Linked DNA regions of Mus musculus: region 2 is linked to region 1. The links are chromatin contacts, called in public promoter capture Hi-C maps. All regions are on one chromosome and are shown on one strand. Each heading gives the region's core, a stretch centred on a gene start, on an enhancer-like site or on the middle of the called end of the contact. The rest is flanking DNA. Distances are from core to core; before and after follow the strand shown. Region 1 holds the start of Pkd2 (polycystin 2, transient receptor potential cation channel). Region 2 holds the start of Zfp326 (zinc finger protein 326).

Region 1 (3,260 bases), core at 118-2,617:
CAACTGTTTAAGAAATGTCTAGAATTGGAAATGATCAAAAATGTGTTTCTACACATTTCTGTCAACAACCTCTCTCTCAACCAAACCTTCAGACAATGACCTGTTTAAAGGCATTTGTCTCAAAACTTGGATAACATTGTAGGTCCCTACTAGAATGGCTGAAGGGACATGACACATCGCCACCAAAGGAAAAGCTTGGGCTCTGGAATAAACTTGTTCCTCATTTGTGACATTTAGCAAGCATAAAGTTCCAACTATTGTCAGTTGTACTAGAATATTCACTTTTCGTCCTCCAAAAGCCCAGGTATTAACGGCTTGCTTTTGTTTTCCAAAATGTGCTAGCATCTTAAGGAGAGAGGAAGGGAGGAAGGGAGGCGTCCAATGAATTTGCACCAACAAGAACGCAGTAAAATTCGGTGATGGGTACCGGAAATCGCGCCGAATTAGAGGAGTTAGGGAAGGCGCTCTGGAAGGAGGCGGGAACGCAGAGGATGCGAGGTGGAGCCGCAGCAGACAGCCACCCTTGTAGGACAGGGGTTCGAGCCCGCGCGCAGGCAGTTGTCAAGCGTGCACTGGACGCCAAGAGTCCGGATCTTACCTCGCAGCCCTCGCACCAGCCTCTCTGCCCAGGCCACTCGGGGTGGCTGGCCCTCCAGCGGGAGGTGGCGATGCAGCGGGTCCCCGCCGCCCGCGGGGCTGGGACACTGCGCGCCCTGGTCCTCTAGCCGGCGCCGCCTCCCGCTCAGGTGAGCCGCGCCGCGGTAGCTCCCGAGCCCTCGGCCGCGGGCGCCCACCGAGCTCACGGCCGAGGAGGAGGCCGACCTCCGACTGCCCGGGCGCCACTCCACATCCATCTCTACCACCATCCCTCCTTCTTCTCCTTCCACCTCGTCGTCGTCGTCATCCTCCTCTGCCTCAAAGCCCGGGTTGTCGCGGCTCCACGCTTGCCTGGAGCAGGACGAAAGCGGAGGAGACGGCGAGGCCGAGGCTCCGGCCGGGGGATCCCGAGCGGCCGCCTGCCGGATGCGCTCCATCTCGATCTCCAGGCCCCGCTGCTCCCCGAGGCCGCCGGGGACAGCTAGGCCGGCGCCTCCCGCCACCAGGCGCCCGGGTCCGGACGCTCGCGGCGCGGGCGAGCGTCCCGCGTCCCCGGGCGGCTGCGGCTGCACGCGTCTGGAGTTAACCATGGCGCTCACTGGCGCCCAGCGCGCCCGGGAGTGCCGCCGCCCTCTGCCGCAGGAGCCATGTTCTTTTCTTCCCGGAGTCGGCCTGCTGCTCCCCGCCTCCGCCCGCCCCCTCGGCCCGCCTCCCGGGCCCTGGCCTCGCCTGGACTGGACTTAGGCGCGTCGAAAAGGCCCCAGCGGCCAGGGATCCAAGTAGAGCCAGGGTCCCCATCGGTGCCCACATTCCTACGGGGTAGCTTGCTTGGTCAGCCAGCTCGTCGGGAAAGGGGCTCCTGGGTGTGTCCATGCCTGCATGACCTTAAGATAGTGCTTAGACTCTGTCCATACTCCCCCTGGGTTTGCAAAGGTGCAAGGAGGAGGGTAAAGATGGAGATCTTTTGTTGGGATAGAAAGAACTAGTGAAATCCAGCTTGAACTGAATTCTCAGGGAAGGCAAAGAAATCCACCCTTCGTTTAAAAACCAGAAAGAAATCACCAAGGCGGCAAGGCTTGCATTTGGTGACCCTCAGCTCCTTGATTCTGTGTTTACTGGATGATTTCCTGTCTCCACTCTCCAGACATCTAGAGGCATCCAAGGGTTGGATTTTGGAACTTTCTGATGCCTCCACCATTACCTCATTTCCGCTCCTGGCCAGCCCTTGAGTAACAGAATCCTGCCTCAGGCGTTAGGTCTAGATCTCCATCCTCGCTACGCCCCAGCTGGCACAGCCAACTTAAGACAGCAGTTGGGTCAGGCAAAGCCTACTCCAAATTCGATTTTCCATGGTTTTCCCATCTCTTTTAAAAGTTAAATTCCTGGCCAAGATCTGTGCATCTCTGCCCTCACTTCTGACGCTTCTCATAGGATGTCCTCATCCACCTCCTCGTCAAGTCCCGCGGGGGTCTTCTTGTCATTTCTGTCCTCAAGGGGTTCTCTAATGCTTTTTACTCTAACTGCAAACATTGTCATTCCACAGCAGAGCAAATGATTTCTGTCACTTCCATATCTCTTCTGCCATTCTAATACTAAACTGGTCTCTCTCTGTTTAGCCTTGGGGATAGGACTGGATTGGGAGCCTATGGGTGGTATCCCTCCCCCATTTCCCTCCTACCCACCCACCCATATTCTCCATGTCTCCACTGTTTGCAATAAGGGGTCAGCCATGTTGGTACATTAAAGAATCTATGGAATTCTAGCTTAAGTGGTAATATTTTATTTCTGCAGTTTAGCAAATGTGCATGGTCCGATCCTATATTAGTTTGCCAGGCTTGTTATAATAACTTACCACACACTGTGTTCAATAATGCAAATACATTTTCTCAAAAAAAAAAAAAAAGTTGGTTGACCTTTTCCGAGGCCTGTCTTGGCTTGCATATGGCACGTTTTGCCTGTGTCTCCCCATTGTCCTCCCTTAAATGTTTCATCCTCCTCTTCCTCCTCATCTTCGTGGTCATCGTCATCATCACCATCATTGTCATCGTAGTGGTTATAGACAACCTTAATAGTATGATTTAAATTTAGTTACTTTTAGAAAGACCTCTGACCACATACAGTCATATGCTGAGATGCCAGGGCTTGGGAATTCAACATATGAATCTGAGGGGTACATGACTCATTTAGGCTTTGTGGGCACTACAATGCTTTTCTAGAATGATCTCCCTATCATTCATCTATCACTCTCCTTATCATTATTCATTAATCTCTTATACGTTTCCTGTGTGTAAAATTAATAATTGAGCAAGTTAAGCAGAGTAATAAGGACCCTGGCCTCAAGAAAAGACCCAGACCTCAAGAAAAGAAAGAGGCTGAAGTCTCCCACTAGAAAGGGTGAGATGTCTGTCTAGTAAGAGGTGTCTAGAGAAGCAGTATTCTGAGCTGAGCCACCTGTGCTGCACTAACAGAAAAATTGCTTAGCAGGCATATTCCAGAGGAGGGGCGTATGAAGAGGGAGCACGGACTCAGGGTCAGAAAATAGGTTTTATGCATTGACTCGTCGGGTCCTCGACATCACTCTTACTGACTCAGAAATTCTAGGAATTTTGCTCTGGAATTCTGAGTCTCCTTGTAGGCTTCTGGGCACCCAAAGTTTGAGAAGC
Region 2 (3,203 bases), core at 692-3,191, 1.4 Mb before region 1:
TAAAACGATTTTTCAAAAACGGTGATGGATGTGAAACTTGGTCTTGTGGAATACAAATGTTTCAAGGTCAGTATTTGTTTTACCACTTCATCTGTTCTCTCTAAATACTTTAGAAGCCTGTCTAAAAAACACATATGCATATATGTATGAGCGTGGGCTGTATCCATCCAGGCATAATGTTAAAGCCTTTATTTAACTCTACAAATAAAGACTGGAAGAACGGAATTGAATATGGAGCTTCTAGATATAACTGAACCCTGGCACATGACAGGATCAGAGTCAGATACACTCAAATCTACAGCCCAACTGCAGCATTGGTGGCTACGGATGGGCTGTTAAGAGATTATTTATCTCTAACATTGTTCATTATTTTTATCATAAGTATAATGAAAGCAAATACTCCAAATCTGACCGCTATTTTTCAATCCTCTACAGAAAATGGATTTCCTTACTGACTGACTCCTCCCACTCTGCACACACTACAAGGTTAACTTCTGGCACACCACATAGGTTGGTAGTGTCATCAAACTTTGGTCTAAAACATACTTTTTCTCTTCAATGTCAACTCTGACTAGTGCACATAGTAGTAATTTAGAGTCACCTATATCAGAATGAGTCACTGTCCAACCCCGAAGCACAAGCAGGACGGTATGCTATCCTGAAGAGCTGAACTATATTTCAAAGCAACCGAAAAGTACTCCGAAAAGGGTGATTCTTTTTCCTATATTTACACTTGACAGCCTCAACCTCTTGTAGCAAATCAAAAATCAAAAGCTCATGCAATACGACCTACGCCAAAAAAGCACACCTCATTCAATGTCAAAGCCCATTTCTGGTGGAGGCAGAGGCTTCCTTCACAAGAAATGAACCGGTTTTATTTAGAAATACCTAGTTCCTCGAGATTACACCCAGTTTAATCCTACAAACTGTTCCTCGGCTCCCTAACACTATCACTACTGTTGATCACTTTATCTTGACACTGATTCCTATAAAAGTTGAGCAAGGTTTGAAGATACCAAATTAACTGTACTTCACGGCCAGGGAAAGCTGAAAAGCAACGTTACAATTCGGTTTATTTAACCAGCAAGTCCAACACGGGCTGCTGTGCACCGATCTAGCTGAACGTGAAGGGCATCTGGGGCTTGCTGTGCCAGAATTCTAACTTAGGTAGCATTCATACACAAGCCCCACCACTACCACCCCTAAAAACAAAAATAATAATGATAATGCACTGGGTCACGGAGCTGTTTCAGACGCGGTATTCACTAGCAGGTAACCTGGGTGAGATATTAGACAGCTCGGTCGGCTACGTGGTAATAACTTGCAGATTCTGGTTCTGGGGGAACCGAAGCCCATCTCGATGGAACGCCTAGAGACGCCCTTTATACTCCTCTCACACGGAGAAGCATCGCACGAGCCCGAGGCAGCCTGTGTCGAGCAAGATTCCAGAGCCCGGGGCGACACGGTGAGGACCGGCTCCACCCGCCACCGGGTCGCTGCCCCGAGGGCCCCGTGGGCCCCGTGGGCCCGGTCGCCGCTCGGCGAGGCCAGGAAGTTGCAGGCGGCCGCGGACGAGGCCCCGAGGCTCGCAGCTAGGCCGACCCCCTAGACAGCAGGGCCCCGGGCCGGCCGCACCCCCACGTGGGGCTCCCGGACCACAGGGCTCCGGGCCGGGCCCGCGGTCGCTGCGCGGCCCACAGAACAAAGCCACACGGCCATCTTGAGGCGGTAAACAGACCCCCGGCGCAGGCCGCCCGCCGCCCTCCCTCCCGCCCGCCCGCCACGGCGGCCCGCCCCGCGCGCCGCTCACCGTCCTCGAAGTCCATGCTCGACGCCGCGGGGCTGACGGTCTCCGCGCTGCGCTCGCTGTGGCCCGCGGCAAGAGCCCGCGATACGGCAGTGTCCACACGACCGGCCCGCGCGACCGACAGCGGCGCTACTAGCCGGGAAGCCGCAGGCCACAGCGAGGCTGGGGGCGGGGTCGGGCGGGCCTGCCAGTCGTCGCAGCACCGCCTCCGATTGGCCGACGCGGGGTGGTGGGCGGGTCTCGCGAGGGGGGCGGGAAGCGAGGCAGTTGTCAGGCTCCTGGGTCCTGACCCTGGGGATCGCGGGGGACGGAAGGTGAAACGGGAGTGCGGAAGGCTGGAGAGGGATGTTCTGGAAGGACTCCGGTTGGCCGGCCATGTTGGAGCCTGGCAAGAGCAACCGGGTCCAGGAGGGAGTGCCTTTCTCTTGCAGAAACTCATTAAATGACATGGCGACCTTTGGCTACTGTTGGCTGAAGGAGTGAGGAGGAGAGATTTTTTTCACTACTTATGGAGTTCCTTCCTCTGACACACAGAAGTGTGGGGCGTGCACAGGAACCCTGATTGCCAAATAGGACAGGATCATAAGACTATCCCAAGACAGGCTGCTAGCCACTGCTGGGTTGAAGGTAGTAAAGCAACTGTGAAAGTTCACAGATGGGAAAGATTTGGCAGGAAGAAAGTAGTCCACCGTTCAGCTCGAAGGGGAGAGGGAGGGAGGGGGAGGAAGAGATTATTCCACTTTTAAAATTGTGTTGGAGCAGATGCAAAGGTATTCACTCAGGAACACTATGGGAAGACTCTTGTGGACTTGAACCACAGTTTTAAATAATTTTCTCTCTGTCCTCACAGAGCAAATGGCATTAACAACAAATTGGTTACCTAGATAGGAAGCCAGACATCAATTCTTTGCACTCAATTTGCTAGACTCAGTTCGGAGGAAGCCGGAAATAAAACTGGAAGCACAGGGAGGTATACCACAGTAGCCCCAAATCTGGGCACGGCTTTGTGTCCTCCTGCTCATCTCTTCCTCCTCCACCCTCCCTGACTCATCCTGTTCTCCACCCTTTCCCAATTCCTTCTCTTCTCCCCTCCCACACATGTTTTCTGTTCACCTGGGCTGAAAGCTGAACTCACAATTTCCCTTCTCAGACCTGCTTATCCTCGTGTATTCTCTTGGCTGTTCACGGGGCGGTGAGCAAACCGCCCACTAATCCCAGCCAGAAGGCTGACTCGGTCCAGTCCACTCGAGACTAGCTCACCGCTCTTTCAGCCTCCTACTTCCAATCCACACACTTTTGTATCTGCTTACCCCACCTAAGATATCTTAGGTCGGCCCCACCCTTTCCATTTTCGTGGCCACTACCTGAGTTAGGATACTCACTGTCTCCCTGCAAA

What was found. Capture Hi-C pulls out chosen DNA fragments and counts their contacts.
Region 2: a contact with region 1 is called in a promoter capture Hi-C map of adipose tissue, with 3 times the contacts expected there. The contact joins the promoter of Zfp326 here to the promoter of Pkd2 in region 1. A contact is called at or near these places in 3 of 39 promoter capture datasets (hippocampal neurons, liver and pre-B cells), 1 of 484 Hi-C or Micro-C datasets (muscle stem cells), 3 of 115 datasets of contacts at active chromatin or transcription factors (astrocytes, large pre-B cells and stem cell-derived neural progenitor cells) and 2 of 9 other capture datasets (adipose tissue and liver).

Annotation. Positions count from the first base shown.
Region 1 is chr5:104,457,564-104,460,823 of GRCm38.p6, reverse strand. Pkd2 (polycystin 2, transient receptor potential cation channel) reads right to left here and starts at 1,367. Exons shown (of 15, transcript NM_008861.3): 1 at 599-1,367. The coding sequence starts at 1,187.
Region 2 is chr5:105,875,306-105,878,508 of GRCm38.p6, reverse strand. It overlaps Zfp326 (zinc finger protein 326), which reads right to left and starts at 1,941. Exons shown (of 12, transcript NM_018759.2): 1 at 1,811-1,941. The coding sequence starts at 1,826.